2 separate regions of the Danio rerio genome follow, and region 1 is linked to region 2. The links are chromatin contacts, called in public HiChIP or PLAC-seq maps. All regions are on one chromosome and are shown on one strand. The core of a region is the stretch at or near the end of the contact, and the rest is flanking DNA. Distances in the headings are between cores, read along the strand shown. Region 1 holds the start of htr7 (5-hydroxytryptamine receptor 7). Region 2 holds the start of rpp30 (ribonuclease P/MRP 30 subunit).

Evidence for each region. HiChIP or PLAC-seq counts read pairs in DNA pulled down with a chosen protein or histone mark.
Region 1: a contact with region 2 is called in an H3K4me3 HiChIP or PLAC-seq map of gastrula embryo, with 2.5 times the contacts expected there. The contact joins the promoter of htr7 here to the promoter of rpp30 in region 2. A contact is called at or near these places in 2 of 4 datasets of contacts at active chromatin or transcription factors (embryo and gastrula embryo).

Annotation. Positions count from the first base shown.
Region 1 is chr12:18,118,345-18,123,724 of GRCz12tu, reverse strand. htr7 (5-hydroxytryptamine receptor 7) reads left to right here and starts at 3,574. Exons shown (of 2, transcript XM_003199584.7): 1 at 3,574-4,761. The coding sequence starts at 4,283.
Region 2 is chr12:18,041,626-18,047,484 of GRCz12tu, reverse strand. rpp30 (ribonuclease P/MRP 30 subunit) reads left to right here and starts at 4,165. Exons shown (of 11, transcript NM_001013479.1): 1 at 4,165-4,330; 2 at 5,126-5,181; 3 at 5,275-5,331; 4 at 5,410-5,475; 5 at 5,590-5,658. The coding sequence starts at 4,249. It overlaps kif20bb (kinesin family member 20Bb), which reads right to left and starts at 3,756. Exons shown (of 31, transcript XM_073918315.1): 1 at 3,672-3,756; 2 at 3,307-3,419; 3 at 3,130-3,219; 4 at 2,745-2,864; 5 at 2,476-2,614; 6 at 1,206-1,390; 7 at 950-1,007; 8 at 661-858; 9 at 296-407; 10 at 138-209; 11 at 1-59. The coding sequence starts at 3,408.

The sequences.
Region 1 (5,380 bases), core at 2,325-4,824, 77 kb before region 2:
AAGAAAAGGACAAATGCGAGAGTGAAGCTCGAAAAAAATATAGATGCCTGACAAAACACAGGAGCAAATTGTTTCAGCAACCTGAATCTTGAACAAACTGCCATGTTTATCATCGCCTTTTGGACTTTTATGAACTCGGAATAACAAAATTACTCTTTAACAGAGGACACATGTGCTGGTGAAGACTACAGCCACAGATGAGAGGTTTGCACTTCATGTGGGTTATGTTGCATGTTGTTTTTGAACTCAAATAAAAACTAAATACGTACTGTACCACCCAGAAACAAGCCATAAGCTTAGTGATCAGGGGAGAAGGGCCTTAGTCAGGCAGGTGATCAATAACCCGATGGTCACTCAGTCTGAGCCCCAGCGTTCTTCTGTGGAGAGAGAACATTACTGAAGGACAACTATCTGAAGGTCTGTATGGTGGAGTGGCCAGACGGAAGCCACTCCCCGCCTGGAATTTGCCAACACTCTCACACTATAACTCTCAACACTCACTCTCAGACTATAAGAAACTAAATAATCTGGTCTGATGAGACTAAAATTGAACTCTTCAGAGTAAATGCCAGGCGTTACATTTGGATGTGGAAAAAGTAGAGCACTCTGAATACTTTCCAGATGCACTGTATAGTTTCTTTGCATGTCAATAAATGCATTTTTAATGCAACTTCATGCAGTTTTGTGACCTAATCTAAATTGAAGACTTTGCATGCTTTCTAAATCCCATATTAATGACAAGTCAAAGTATCGAATAGAAAATAAATCCTCACAATCCTATCTTTAAAATAAAACGACAATAAAGTTTAAACATAGAACATAAAATTTGATAAAACAACAACAATATAATAAGTTTACAATATAATATGATAGAAATGTTGTTTAGCAATGTTTAAACTGTACAGTAATTTTATTTTAGAAAAGATTGCAAAGATTTACTTTTCCTTTGTGTATCTTGAAATGCATTTTTTTTCTGAATCACTCTGTCTCCTATTTCCTTTTTTCAGTTTGGAATATTTGGAAGGCTCTGTTTAAAGCTTTTAAAGACCAGTGTAAAAAATTATGCAAGATATCCTGGGATTTTGTTTAACGGGGGTCTAGCTTGACCAAATTTTTAAAAAGCACTATTGTTTGGCAAATAATTATGAAATACTTTTAAAATTATATGAAACCAATAATTATATTTTTATAGTCTATATTTTATATTTCTTGTATTTCAGATAATTTACTTAAAAACAAATTAATGCATATTTGCACACATTACAATGTTTCACACGCTGTTGAGAATAAAAATTCTGCCTTTCACTTACAGTATACACATTTAAATGGTGTCCTTAATGTTTCTTCTGTCATCCTTTTCTTCTGATTCTCCTGCCTTTTTCTGTGCTTCCAAATGTTTCTTCCTTTTCTCTATCCACTCATCCCTCACTCTTTCTTACCTGTCCTCTCTGTCCCCTGCTATCCAATGTTTTTTTTTCCTCTTGAATAAAACATGGCCTTACTTCTTTATTTCTCTCCTGCAGGGTTTTTGGGACAGCCATTCCCCCCCATCATGTGAGCTGAGGTCATTCTGCAAAGCAGAAGATACCATCAAATTCTACCTCTATGAGTTAATGATGACTGGAGGCCAAGACTCTTTCTCTGCCTCAGTGTTCTTTCTGTTTTAGAGGCCTTATTCACAAAAATGCTATACCCTCATAATAAATGGCATTTATTTTAAGAAATAGTCACTGCAAGGTATAAGAAATGAAAATTGTTTTGTTTATTTCAATGACATCACTTCAAAGAAGTGGGTGCCAAATTTTTGCCACTTGGCTTTAGGTCAGGGGTGCCCAAACTTGGTCCTGGTGTGTTGGTGTGCTGCAGAGTATTGACCTTATTCTAAAATGCGAAGTGTGCCTGTTTTCGCAATTGCTTTAGAACTTCCAATTCAGTCGCCTATTGTAGAAATGACTAGGAATACTAAACGGCAAAAAACGGTCAAACTACTTGCTCTACGAACAAATGTTTGCATGACTATACAGACCAAGTAGAATAATGTAATAAGAAAATATCAGCTTGCAACATCAAGCAACATTTTCTATAAATTAATGGAAGTGAATGAGACCGGAAGTCTCCAGTCAAAAAGATTAAAATGGCCGCGTCCGCTCGTACATGGAGAATACGGGCCTCTGCCCTGCAGAGTTTAGTTCCTACCCTCCCTTAAACACACTTACTTGTAGGTTTCAAACAAGCCTAAAGAATTCAATTAGTTTAATCAGGATTGTTTACTTAGAGTTAAAGATAAACAGTGCAGAACTGTGACTTTCTGCAAGTTAAAGTTGTATCTTTAAATGAAAACATATTGTGACTCATCATGCACACTGTCAGAAGGAATAGCCTAACTGCTCAATCCTGTTCTATACCTCCATAAACGTTTCAACATCCATTTCCTGTGAATAGTTTAAAATTATTCATTTATTTTCTTTTCGGCTTAGCCCCTTTATTAATCAGGAGTTGCCACAGCGGAATGAACCACCAACTTATCCAGCATGTGCTTTACGCAGCGAATGCCCTTTCAGCTGCAACCTATCACTGGGAAACACCCAATACACTTTTGCATTAACACACATACACTTTGGACAATTTACCTTACCCAATTCATGTACCGCATATCTTTGGACTTGTGGGAAAACTGAAGCACCTGGAAGAAACCCAAACGTGGAGTGAACACAAAGAAATGCCAACTGACCCATGTGAGGCGAGAGCGCTACCCATTGCGCCATCGCATCGCAGAATAGTTTACAGTAGAACTAAAAATATATATCATGGTAATTACTGTACATTTCTGGACATTGTTTTTACAAAAGTGGTCTAACTGCACAATGTTGCCCAGAGGCAACAAATGAAAAACTACCATTTTAGTATATAGATAATTACAAGTGTTTTTTTTTTTCTTAATCAAATATTCTTCTTCACATATACATGCAGATCACACATATTTTAATATAAAGATATTTAAATATGTTATTAAGTTTAACCTATCTTACTATCTGCTAACAGTGTGCTCAAGCAGACTTTGTTCCCAGAAATGGCTCTTTTGTCCCCAGAAGACAGGTCAAATCCACACCCACTTCAAATGTCATTGGTCACCGACTTATTATTAGACTTTTTTTGTAATATATTTTGTATAATTTAAAAAAAAAAAAAAAAATTTAATTTAAAGGAGGGTTTTGTGGGCCAAAAAACTGGTTTGTTGCCTGATGACAACACAATGCCATAGAGGGTTAAAGCATTCAAGTTTTCTGGATTTCAAAAAGATTTTAATAATTTCCTGCATTAACTCATGCAGTGTTATTAATTATAGGTTACAGGTTTTAATCCACTTTCCCTTTATTTCATGAAGTTTCATCAATATAAGGCTATACTTCATTTTGAATACTTGATTTGCTAATCACTGGTTAAGGCAGATCAAGAGAACACAGAAGTTGAGCATCAAGTAGGCTTTTACAAAAATATTTATTTTATAACCTGTATGTTTTATTCTTTTATTTAAATATTTAATGTTTAACTTGTACTTGTTTTATTAATATTGATATTTACTCATTATTAGCGATCACGTTTTTTACCACTTTAGTGTTTGCATTTTTTTTTTTTCAAAATGAAATAAGTAACTGCAACAAACAGATTATTAATATACAGGTAGACTGTCTATTATTTATGTATTGATTTAAATGGTCACATGACTAGACATTTAAGTAACTGCTGGTAGCTGCATGTCCTACTCCTAACCTAACCTCTTGTTGCACACTTACTTACGCATTCAACAAAACATCTAAGTAGCCTGATATAACTTTTTTGTTTGCACACTAAACCACGTTTCTCATTAAAGGATGCTGTAATCTACTTCATGAATAACGCAGATGAGATTGTCATGTATGACTTGTCTCATTCATTCTCAGGACGATTGTCGTGCTGTCACAAAACCCCGCATTCCGAGAGCAGACACTTCAGCACTAGTCAATCTTCTGGACACTCCCATAAACACCTCGCGTCATTGCGCACAGTCCACACGCCAATAAAACATAAGCCACGAAGAGCGCGAGGTTCGTTCTATTCACGTTGGCAAGTTGTATGGCTCGTTGCGTGTTGGATGCTCTTCGTTTTTCCCAGATAGAGAGAGAGAGAAAACTAATGTATATTTGTGGCAATAAAATGTCACGTAATTAACTGGGGATTGTATATCTGATGGATAATCAGAGCAACATTGTTTCAGAACCAAGGACAGCTCTCAACAGCCAACATGATCTCTGCACTGACGAAGGATCGCGTTCAGTCAATCGTGAATAGTTTGACATCTGAAGTGATGGACGTGAGCTTTCTTAATAAGATCCACGACACCACTACAACTTTGCCGACTCCAAGTTTCATGGACAATGGGACCCGATGCGGGGTGCCGATTTTGAGCTACGGACATGTTGAGAAAGTGCTCATCGGAGGGGTTTTGACCATGCTCACTTTTTTGACAGTTTGCGGGAATCTGCTGGTGGTCATCTCCGTGTGTTTCGTGAAGAAACTGAAGCAACCTTCTAATTATTTAATCGTTTCTCTGGCTGTTGCAGACCTGTCTGTGGCGGTGGTTGTAATGCCGTTTGTCAGCATCACTGATCTCATAGGAGGACAATGGATCTTCGGTCGTGTTTTCTGCAATGTGTTTATAGCCATGGATGTGATGTGCTGTACCGCTTCAATAATGACACTGTGTGTCATTAGCATAGACAGGTAAGTCTCCGACCTGTAAGATAAAAACTGACCAAATAGACAAAACTTTATTGTAATACAAGTTCATAAATAAATAAATATGTTTTTTTTCAGTCTGTAGTATATATATATATATATATATATATATATATATATATATATATATATATATATATATATATATATAAATATATAATATATATATATATATATATATATATATATATATATATATATATATAATTATTTAAATGCTACATTATTAAATAATTCAATAGGCTTTGTACATTTCCACCTACCGAATAAAAATATATAATGCAAAAATAATATATAAATAATATAACTTGTAAAATGCAAAGATGCAGCAGCATAATGAAGACAGAAACATCTAAATTAGGAAAACGTTTTAACTTTATATAAATATATTATTATTATTATTATTATTAATATTATTAACCTGTGTCATTTATATTGATTAAATCAAAATAATTGTACATTTCCACTAAAAGAAACTGCAGTTTAACTTTATTTTGTATATTATTATTATCTGAATGAATATTTTGGTTTGGCACACACACACACGCACACACACACACACACACACACACACACACACACACACACACACACACACACACAC
Region 2 (5,859 bases), core at 2,916-5,415:
CTCCTCTATTCTGAGTCCTTGCACATCTCTCAGATCCAGCCAAATCACATAATGACAACCTTTATTATAAATAAAGAACAAATCAATGGTTTCATGTTAAATTAAAAGTGCAGCATATTAGTATGGAGGTCACCTACTCGCTTATTGTCTGGACTCGAGGAACACCCACATCTTCAATCCTTAGCATCCGAATGGAAAATATACTGTGGCTATAGAGAAAATTTGTTATATTTACATTTCACATCATTTTGAAATGTAGATAAATTAAATGTTAAAATATTTTAAACAGAAATACCTTCTGCTTGAGATGTTGTTGAGTTTGGTGGATGAGAAACTTTGATTTTTCCTACCAATTTTCACAACTTTTAATGCTTCATCTGCACTGTTAACCTGAACCCATTTTAGATCTGATAAAAACAAAATGCGACAAATTATATAAATAACCATATAATGTAATTATAAACAAACTACCATGAAAATAAAATGCTGAAAAAATATATGTGCATTATGAATTATTAAAGAAAATAAAATTAAACTATTTATACATTTTAAACATTTATACTATAACAAGTATTATTTACATTTTTATTACAGTTATTACACTTTGTACACATAAAATGAGTAAAAATTAGACTTAATAATTAAAAGTTATATGATTACCTTTAACAAAAGAATTGCTTTTAACATCTTGGGCTAACCGCAATGCATTCCTTCTGTGAGAGCCATTTGGAACAAAATCAAGCAGATCATGGATGCTTTCATTGTAGATTTCACAAAATGAGACCCACACTGAGAATTTAACATGAGAGTCCTCATCCAAATAGACACTATCTCCATTCATGTCACTAGATGTGGAGCCTAGAACGACAAATCAGCATTGATGAAGATGCTTGCAACAACTGACACTAAATTTGTTTCTGCGAAAGATAAACCATTTGATAATGCTTACTGTCAAACGATGAACAACTTGAGCTGGACATGCTGGACAAAGTTTTCTGGGAGTCATTCTGATAAACATAAATAAACAATCGTGATGAGTATTGCTAAAACAACATACTATACTTAAAAAAATAATAACATACTATACTTAAAAAAAAAAAAAAAAAAAATATATATATATATATATATATATATATATATATATATATATATATATATATATATATATATATATTAAATAAAATAAAATATATAAATAAATGTACATCTTTAAATCGCCGCAGAAGGTTTCTTTTATTTGTAGCTTCCTCATCTTGCTGCTCTTTGGTGAGTCTTGTGAAGTCAACACATCGGTGAGGTTTGATGTTATTTTGCAAATAAATTCTGCCTTCTATGCTGTTAAAAATCACGTTTAATGACCGGGGCAAAATTCCACCATCTGATTCAGGGCCTATAAACAAACATAAGTATGTGTCAATAAACAGAACAGATTAGGGCTGGGCAATTTAGCCTAAAATCAAAATCTCAATTAATTGAACATTTTTACTTGATTACAATTAATGAGCAATTTTTTTATTTAATTATTTCTTTTTTTTTTTGGCCTCATAGTTTACTGACAGGTTTTGTCGAGTAAATAAGCTGACATATAACAAGTGGGAGATTTTTGAATGAAGGATGCATTACTTGATTTTGAAAAAATTAAAGGAAAAACACACTAACTACAATCTATTAATTTAACGTTGAACAGCTAAAATTAAAACACACATTGCCTAAAACAGTGACTTTTTCCTTATAAAAAAAAGTGAAAATAAATAACTTGCACTTTTGGAAACAAGATAAATTATTTTCAATGTTTTCATATTAAAAGTTGAAAAATAAGCAGTATCTCTATATCTTCTATCTTGTAATATTTTAAACAATGAATTTTTTGCATTTTCTGTAAACAATAATTTCAATGTAAATAATAATGTTATTGTAAAAGAAAACATGCCGTCTCAAAGCATCTCTGGCATTGCTTCCACTTATGGTCAATGTAGTGCAAACGTGCGACGTGTAGTTACATTTTAACTAAGGCTGTGACGGACCAAACCCGTGCGTTCGACTTAGAAGTATAAATCAGCCTTAATAAACCGGGGTTACGTGACTCCACACAGGAAGAAGGGAAAGTAATTTAAAAAATTGACCTGGAAAAATTAGATCAATTTTTGGTTCTGAATGTCGATTTGGATTACTTTTTGATTAATCGCCCAGCCCTAGAAAAGATATACACAAAGCAGAAAACTATTGACTTTATTCTGCAATGTGGCAGTTGGCTCATTTTTGCGATTGCAACTAAATTACAATAATTAACGGCAGAAAATTGTCAAACTACTTGTTCTACAATCAAGTGTGTTCATATATAAAAAGTAGAATATATAATAAGAAACATAAGTTTGCAACATCAAGCAGTCTAAACATCAATAGGAGTGAATGAAACCAGAAGTCTTGAGCCAAAAAGTCATACATGAAGAATAAAGTCAATATTAACATTCTTACCAAGAAAAGTAAATGTCTTCCCAGCATTGGTAACTCCATATGTAAAAATCAAGGAATTCCCTCCGTCCAAAACTTCTTTAACAAGACTTTTGGTTGTTCCATCAAAAATCTCTTTCTGAGTTGTTTCGGGACCGTACACCTAAAAATGAATTAAGCTTAAATGTCATGTTGAATAAATTAAACCTCAAAAATACTTAATACTATAATATATTATATTATATATAATTCCTAAAATATATTTCAAATAAATGACTGTAGAGGTGTCATACTTGTGAGAACTGAAATCGTTGTGCCAGTTGTGGTCCAAATCTCTCACTGTGTCTGGCAGTCAGAGATGCTTTTGGTGCCTTCAGAATCACAGTATCTGGAGGCTCAATGGAGATACAATCCTGTTGGATGAAGTTACACACATAATAACATATTACATAAGGGGAATTAAGTGGATAATCTGTCAAACAAACAAACAAATAAACAAATAAATAAATGTCACCATTTCTCATGTTGTTCCAAAAACAACAAAAGGGAAAATATAAATGACGTCGCTATTCAACTTAACATGTTTTTAAAAGTTATAATAAGGGGTTTTAAACATGAACATGGGGAAAAGTCTTATAACTTAATATTTTCAAAGATTTGTCAAAAATGTGCAAGCACCTGTGATTCTCCTTCAGCTCTCTCTGTTGAGGTGAACGGACGTACGCGGAGATAGACCTGCAAATGCTCTTTTTCAAGCGACACCGAGTCCTGTTAGAAAGAGAAATGTACACCAGGAAATGTTAGCTTCGGCCAAAAATCGGATTCGACTGCTTTAGAAGATGAGATAATAAATACCCTGGATAATTTGGAGAACTCGGAGAAAAGATCTTTTCGGAGGTCTTCAACCGTTATAGAGTCGACACGGTCAGGCTTGTGATTTAAACACGATTCCATCATCTTGATCAAACCTGTAAAGAAGTTTGACGTTTAAATAAAGAAAGTTATTGCGTAATAATAAAGATGTATTTAACGTTACGTTAGGTGGCGACAAATGGAACAACGACTCATAACTTACTAACGTTGCCGAACGCGTTAAAACTAGCTTTCGTAAAACATGTTAACCTTATTCGTATCGCATTAAACTAATCAACATTGTTTAATAGCATGAAACAATGTAAAACGATTCCCTGTGTGTTTTCATTTCAGATAATTTCACTTACTTTTCCCTTATTGTTATTATTTCCTTTTGTTTATCCCGTTTACATCGCTTACATGCTTCTTTCCAGTGGTCGCGGTTCTCCTTCTGTTTAAATCCGACCAATTGGAGAGCACGCTACAGACGTAGCTCCACCTCCAACAGGAAGTAAAATATACTGTGGTTCTGGTTGACTGACAGGACGGTCGAAACTAATGTAAGGAAAAGTAAAACGGAACTAGCCCACAAGGCTCAGTTATAGGTTGACGCTTTATCTTGTGATCGAACTTGTTTGAGAAATCAACGTATTTTTGTGGTTTAAATTACACAGTTTTAAAATAATAAGTCTGTTTACCAGGAATTAGTTTTTTTGTGATTTTGTACTTTCTATTCCATTAATGCTCTCACTCCAGTCCAGTAGGTGACGGTAATGTACCTATCATTTGCTTACTATCAGTCTTAAAAAACACCAAACGAAGGAGATCATATTTTACCATGTGGTTCTCTGTACCATGGATGTGTGTGTTCAGTAGTTGAAACGGTGTATTCTTATATGAACTTACCAGTGAACACTTTTCCCGAATCCCATCAATAGGAGAAAGATGTCTGTGTTTATGGATTTAAACATCATCAATAGTAGTGATAAGAACAGACTGAAACACATCATAGAGACAGCTGCTCACCGTAAGTAGCAGTACAGTTACGATCCAGACAATTTGGATTGGTTTCCCCCTAACATGACTTAAAAATAACGCGTAGAACGCCGTTTGAACAGTGCTTTGGAGTAGGATGTCGGATATATTACAGACACAAGCAAATCACATTAGGCACATTAAACGGATAATCTGTCAAACGATGAGGAAAACGTCACTAATTATTCTGTTCTCAGCTCTTGGAGGTCAGACGTTTCATTGCTGAAATTCCCAGCTCCGACTAATTGAAAGTTGGTTTTATATTCGCACATTCAGTCTTTCTCATTAATAATATAGTTTCAGAAAAGTATTCATTGTAAATGGTAAAATCATATTAGCAGTCAACAACTATCAAAGTACAGCATTGTTCACAGTTTGTGAAGTGTATGCAATTTATGTCACTGAACGAATGTGTGAATATAAAACCAACTTTACCTCAATCTCCGACTATATCTATAATGCGGCGCAATAACAGTTGTATTCTCTAACGTTAGTGTTCACGTGTGTAAGCGAAGTATGAAACGTTATTAATTGTTCATACAGTGTTTATTGATATTTCCTTTTTACGTTGAATCTTGTATCAAAAGTTGTTAGTAATTGAAAACGTATTTCAACTTTTCATAATTAGCTGATTATTACTATTTACCAGCTGTCTACTGCTCCTAGCAGGATAACCAGTACGTAATGGCGATGGCTAACTTTGATTAGTTAGACTAAGAAATGCATAGATTATGCTGTACTTTTAGAGAAACCCCTAATGCTCATATACTTTTTGCTGTATTTTCAGTTGGCTACTCAACGGTTGCAATAAACTATGTAGTTGAGCCACTACAGAAGAAACAGGTACAATATAGAGGAGTTAAACTAAACTGCATTATCGAGTTGTGCGTGCGTGTGTGTGTGTTTGTATGATGCTCTTATTTTCTTGTTTTACAGGAAATTCCTAACCCACAGAGTATTTCAGACTTATTTGATAAATTTCCAGTTGTCCAGGTAATTAGCTTAAACATATCTTCCGAGATAATTAACAATGATGTGTTCTTTTTAATTAATTTTTTTCTTCTGTTATAGGGCAAATCTTCTCCAATCAAAGTGCTAAATCGATTGACCATTGTGGCATCTGATGCATCACATTTTGTAAGTTTATACTTCGTAAACTCTAATATAATTTGTGCTAAAGTATTATACACATTATATTGTATTATATACTGCAGTATTATATGGTGAGACTGTTTGTGTTATTCTCCTTAGAGACCTACTAATGAATACAAAAAATTTGACCTTGTGGCGGTGTACCCCAAAACTGAAAAGCTCTTTCATGTAAGTGTAGTTTCAATTCTACATTGTGTTTTAGTTTTAGTTGAGGTTTAGTTCACCCTAAAATGAAAATGAGTTACTCACCCACACGGCATCTTATATGCCTTACCTTTCACTCAAATTCAATTGAAGTTATTTAAAAATGTAGGATTTCCAGCTCTGCAATGGTAAATGTCAGCTGATTATCAGCAGTCCAAAAGAATT